Linked DNA regions of Arachis hypogaea: region 1 is linked to region 2. Evidence: chromatin contacts called from public Hi-C data. All regions are on one chromosome and are shown on one strand. Each heading gives the region's core, a stretch centred on a gene start, on an enhancer-like site or on the middle of the called end of the contact. The rest is flanking DNA. Distances are from core to core; before and after follow the strand shown.

Evidence for each region. A called contact is a pair of places that touch in the nucleus more often than the background predicts.
Region 1: a contact with region 2 is called in a Hi-C map of an unstated tissue, with 3 times the contacts expected there. The contact joins the promoter of LOC112702704 here to the promoter of LOC112702697 in region 2. A contact is called at or near these places in 2 of 8 Hi-C or Micro-C datasets (leaf and an unstated tissue).

The regions. Positions count from the first base shown.
Region 1 is chr7:18,479,568-18,482,366 of arahy.Tifrunner.gnm2.J5K5, forward strand. It overlaps LOC112702704 (cationic peroxidase 1-like), which reads right to left and starts at 1,418. Exons shown (of 4, transcript XM_025753857.3): 1 at 1,130-1,418; 2 at 1-153. The coding sequence starts at 1,330.
Region 2 is chr7:18,281,468-18,284,343 of arahy.Tifrunner.gnm2.J5K5, forward strand. LOC112702697 (U-box domain-containing protein 4) reads left to right here and starts at 1,518. Exons shown (of 5, transcript XM_025753846.3): 1 at 1,518-1,900; 2 at 2,422-2,702. The coding sequence starts at 2,427.

The DNA.
Region 1 (2,799 bases), core at 168-2,667, 200 kb after region 2:
AGCACAAGAAACAACACTGGGACAAGCAGCTTCAACCTTAGTTTTAATATCATCAATTACATCAAAACCTCGGAGAGAATTCACATTCGGACCAGCTGTCTTCTCTCCAGTAAAACTTGATGTGTCATCTAATAGAACCGATCCATCACATCCCTACAATGCAAGTTTAATATGAAAATGTAATTTAGCTCATTTTTCTAGTGATGAGATTATCAAGCATCTTAATATATAAGACAAACAATTATAAGATAATTATTTATTAAATATTTAATTACTCTCTTTGTTTCAATTAAATCCCTATATTATTTTTTAATTGAATTTTTATATTATTTTTTATTTTGTAATTAGATTCTTTTCATATTAAAAATATTAAAATTAATAGAATATTTTTTTTCAAAATACATACAATTAAAAATTTAATTAAATTTTTAATTATAAATACTTTCAATTTATAAAAAGATATTTAGTTAATTTTAATAATTTTACACTAAAAAAAATTTAATTACAAAATTAAAAACAATATAAAAATTTAATTAAAAAAATATATAAATACCTAATTAAAATTTAATAAAATTATAGGACCAACAATATAATTAACCCTTCATTAAATCACCAACAGTATATATGGCACCACAAAGTTTAATTATATAACTGATGCATGCATCAAACTGACGATGATAATAGTAACAAAGCACTACTACAACTTTGACTTTAGTCAACAATATTTTAGAGCAATATTTGAAAATATATATTGCCTGGAAATTAAACCTTTATTTTTCGTTCTATCTTGAATAGTAAAATTTGGAAACAATTTTTATTAGTTACTACCAAAGTATATTACAAAAATTAGACTAACAACCTAGTGTGACACATGATAATGCTAAAAAGACAATAACTAAATCAAAATTAACTTATTTAATTTATCTATAATTTTATACGTATAATAATGATAATTATATATTTATTATATCTAAAACTACACAATTATTTACAATTATATACTTTTCTGCCAAATATTATTGTATACCCACGGTAAAAGAAAATTGCTTGTGATATTGGTTTCTCTTAAAATAAAATAATATATAGATGCATGAGCATGATGAGAATGAAAGTGAAAGATGAGACGTGCATTGACAAAGCAATCATGGAAATGAAGACGGAGCAAGGATGCACCCATGCGGTGCTCTTTGGCAACTGCACTCATCACTGCACTTCTTATTATGGAGAGTGCTTGTGGACATGTTTTGTAATAATAATTTGAGCTTAATTCAGAAGATGCAATGCTAAACATAATGCAAACTAAAATAATTGACATGCAAAAACGTGCCATTTTCCCTAAAGACTAAGATATTTTAGCTTCACCACTTAGAAGAAGAATAAAGTGATTATTACTCTCACTTTGCTCTATTGTGTTAAGTAAAACCCTATGCTCCTAAAGCTTTATTTATAGTGATGGTATACTGCTATTGCGCGCTCCATTTTTGACTTTGTAATATAGAGATTCTTAATCAGTCAAACATAGTCCACTAGTACTTCATTCTAGAAAAAGGAAACACAAATAAGCAATGTTAAAAAGCTAATACTTTTAGTATAAAAAAAGAATTGATTAATATTAGTTCAAATATAAGTTAAAAATTTAAAAAAAAGTGTTGGTCACCTACTACTACTACTATTATCCAACAAATACAATAGAAGTAATTTAATTAGTATATATAAATATATTTTAATTTTTTTCAACTTTCATTTATACACCTATTTATAATAATTTATAGCATATTATATATGCAATAAGCATTTAATAATTTTCAAACTTAGTTTAGTCTTAAATTTCTTTTGAAATTGATCATGTTTTAATTTAATATGAATGTTTTAGTTATTTGTCGAAAATGATTTATAACTTGAAATAATTTTAGGAATTTATCTTTAATGTACTGACATGGTAAAGAGTTTTATATATTTATTTAATTAGATTTATACGTTCAAATAAATTTTTTAAGTAGTGAGTTAAAAAATAATTATTTTAACTGATATGATAATATACGATTAATAATTTGTGTAAAATTTTTTATTTTTAGACTGATAAGATATGAAAATTAAATTCATCATAGATTTAGAAGTTTAGTTAATTGGGCTTTTTGGATGTCCCATAAGTGGCATATTTTTTCTTCTTTTAGCTAAGGTTAACTAAGAATTCTTATGAAGTCTTATTTAAAAGAAAGATATAAAAATCAAACTAATACAAAATCATAAACCCAAATAATCAAATAAGAGATGCATGTCATCAGCATGTATGGATGTGAGACATTATCTAATTCTTATTTCTGTGAACTCAGATAATTAAACTGTTCATGTGTGTGTGTATATATATACACGATAATATTTCTAAGTGCAAAGTAATATTAAACATCACTGACATATCAAATTATTAGCTCCGTGATTTGCTGCTATTCTTATTTAATTGCAATAATGCTTGCGTGTGTGCATGCTTTGACGATTAAGATACAATATATACTATATTTTTACTGTTCACTAATTATTTCGATCTCTCCAATCTTCAAACTTATATAGTTCCATGGTTCGGTCCAGTACGCTTGGAAAATAGCCTAATCTTCATTATATTAATGAATAATGAATTGAAGAGCAGTTACAAATAATGTTATATATACCAACCTTGAGCTATACACTATATATATATATATATATATATATATATATATATATATATTTGCTTTTTCCCCTCCACTATCCTACTGTTGTTGGACTTCTTAGCTATGGCCTAATGCTTGGTTAGGTAACGGA
Region 2 (2,876 bases), core at 268-2,767:
TCATTTTCTTTCTAAAGTTGAAGATGAAAGTGAACTTGGAAAAATTCTTCAGTTTTTGCCCTCTCTTCCTCTTCTTCTCCTTGAATTTTACCATAATGAGCTCTCCTCTCCTCTCGATAGCACCACCTCCGTGGTAGGCGACTAGCATGGAAGCGGAAGAAAGCAGAACAAACTGTCAAATTTTGGATCTTTTTTAATAAATTGTTTCAGATAATTGATGATCACACGGTTCTCGACATTTTCAAAGTCATCAAAAGGGAGAGAAGCTAGCTTAACAGTGACGGGGACGGTAGTATGTCTGGTAGTGAGATCCGGTGCTCTTATTGAAGAGAGAGGGGTCGATTTTGGGAGTGATGAGGTGGCAACGGGTAGAGTGAAAACTACGTCGTTTCAGTTGTATTTGTTGCCAGAAACAAAACGACGACGTTTACAAGTTTAATGTGGTCTCCGTCCAACTATATCATCAATCTATTGTAAAAAAATATCTCAAAAACGACAATTGTTAAGTTCAAGGATAAATTTAGAGTAATTTTAAGTTCAAAAATAAGTTTAAGACTCAATTGTAAATTTAGAGATCGTTTTAAGATTAAACTCATCATTATTTTTTAAAATAAAAAAAAAGGGCCCAAACTCAGCATTTACAAGGCTAAAGATGAGTTGCATAAATGGTCAACAGGAACTGGTCAAATTTAGAAAAAGAGAACAGAGGACATTTGACCAAGTAAAAAAGTAGAACAACGGTGGTTGTTTCTATGTGAAAGCACCTTCATTCATGCAACAATCCTAAAGGCAGTCACATCTGAAACTTAATCTCTGTGTAAAAACATAATTGTTTTTAAGATAAACGATTCAAAATTCACTCAAATTATCTTGGTACTAATAAAAACACTTTCAATTTTTATTATTAATTAAAATATTTTCAAATTATTTAAAAATATAATAAAATTATCTCCTAAATTTGACTTTTTTTTTTGAGGTAGATTTTAAGATGTGTTGTTTGTGGTTATAAAGAGCTTATATGTGTTTAATCAATATAGAACCGATTTTTTTCTTTTAAATTCCAAAAGGGGGAGAAAAATTGATGATCGGATTTGAGGGAAGGAAAATTTAAATTCGAAAATTTACAAATTAAATGGTTAGATTTGTATAAGTTCACAAATTGAAAGGTTGATTTTGTATTTTAAAAATTTTAAAATATTAAAATTACAAATTGAAAAAGCAATTTTGTGTTTTAAAAAGTTAAACTTTTCAAATCAAAGAGTCAGATTTGTGATCTTCATATAAAAAAAATATCAAATTTCACATATTATTAAAAAATACTACTCTAAACCCAATATCAAAATTTAAAAACGCCTAAATTTTTATTAACGTAATTACGTAAAACATCTCAATTTATAAAATTATATTTTTATCATATTTTTAATTAATAAAATAATTCAGATACAATTTTTTGAGTTAGTTTTGTCTTTAAGCGGAGTTGCAATTTCTTCTAAGAAAAAAAAAATTGGGTTCGAATCAGTTGCGACAAAATTTCGTACACAAGTAACGCGGAGTAGTAATATCTATGCGCTGCTTGTTCAAAGCTTACTACAATGAAAGTCAAACCCAATACTCAATAGTCATAGACACAAATGTCAGAAAATAAAAGAAAATCAAAGTTTTAGAAAAGTTCAACGCTATATATGAACAATTTTCATATTGATATTTCGCTTACATAGAAATGTAGAAGCCATTTTTGAAGTCAACGTCAAAGGATTGAAAGGTCCCAACATAATTCACTGATTCTCATCATCTTCTTCTCCTTGTTCCCTACCGCGTCCCTTTCATTTCCAGCTGAAACAAAAGCCGGTGTTCTACGGTGTTTTCAACGCTTCTTTCTTTGCTTCATCCAATATTTCCGGTAATCCGCATGTTATTTCTGTTATACTTACCAATGTTGTTTAAATCATTTGAAAGTTGTTTGAAGTTTTTCTAATTTTGCTACTTTATTCAGTTGAATGTATTGGTTGTGTGTCACTTTGATGATCTTGCTTGGTGTATTGTAGTGTTTTCTGTTTCTTGATTATGAAAAATGAAAGCTTGACAATTTTCCTTTTTCAATTAGCTGTTAAGGTCTAGTTTGATATGATAAACATAGTTGAATCTGTTTTTACTCTTTGTTGAGTTGTGTTGAGTTGAGTTCAGCTTAATTATGTTATGCTTGGTTGCCAATGATTACGTGGCTGGTTTCAAGTCTGGATAATCAAGGAGGAGAAAGTAGCAATAGCAAACGTTGAAGAAAAATATGTTGTTCAGATGGTTTTATGTATTTTCTTGGAGTAGAAACAAAATGATCGATTTCCCTCCACAAAATGTTAATTTCTTTGTTACACATATTTCAAAACTGATGCTGAGTGTTTTATTTTTTGTTTCTTAATACAGGTATTATGGACATATCTTTGTTAAATGTGCTCTCCAATGGCATATCCTCATTTTTGCATCCATCATTTTCTGGAAACATGAACTCAAAACCTGTATCAATGTATTGCCAAAGTGCAGAGCAGACACTTAAGTTGTTGAAGCCAATTATCGATACAAGTGTTCATTCTGATATATCTGCTGATGAAGAGCTTAGAAAGTTATTTGAGGAACTTGGTCAGTCTGTTGATGAGATGAGGGAGCTTTTCGAGAATTGGCATCCGCTATCCAGTAAAATTTACTTTGTAAGTCCTCATTAAATCCCTTAATTCACAGATAGAGAAGAGATTTTATTTTAAGGTGTGATCTTCAGTTTTGATTTTGGAAGGTAAGGGAGGAAAAAGCAAGGGCTTGAAGTAATCTATTTTACTCTCTAAGCCTTTCCTATCCCTCGAAAATTAAATTTTAGAACTCGTAAA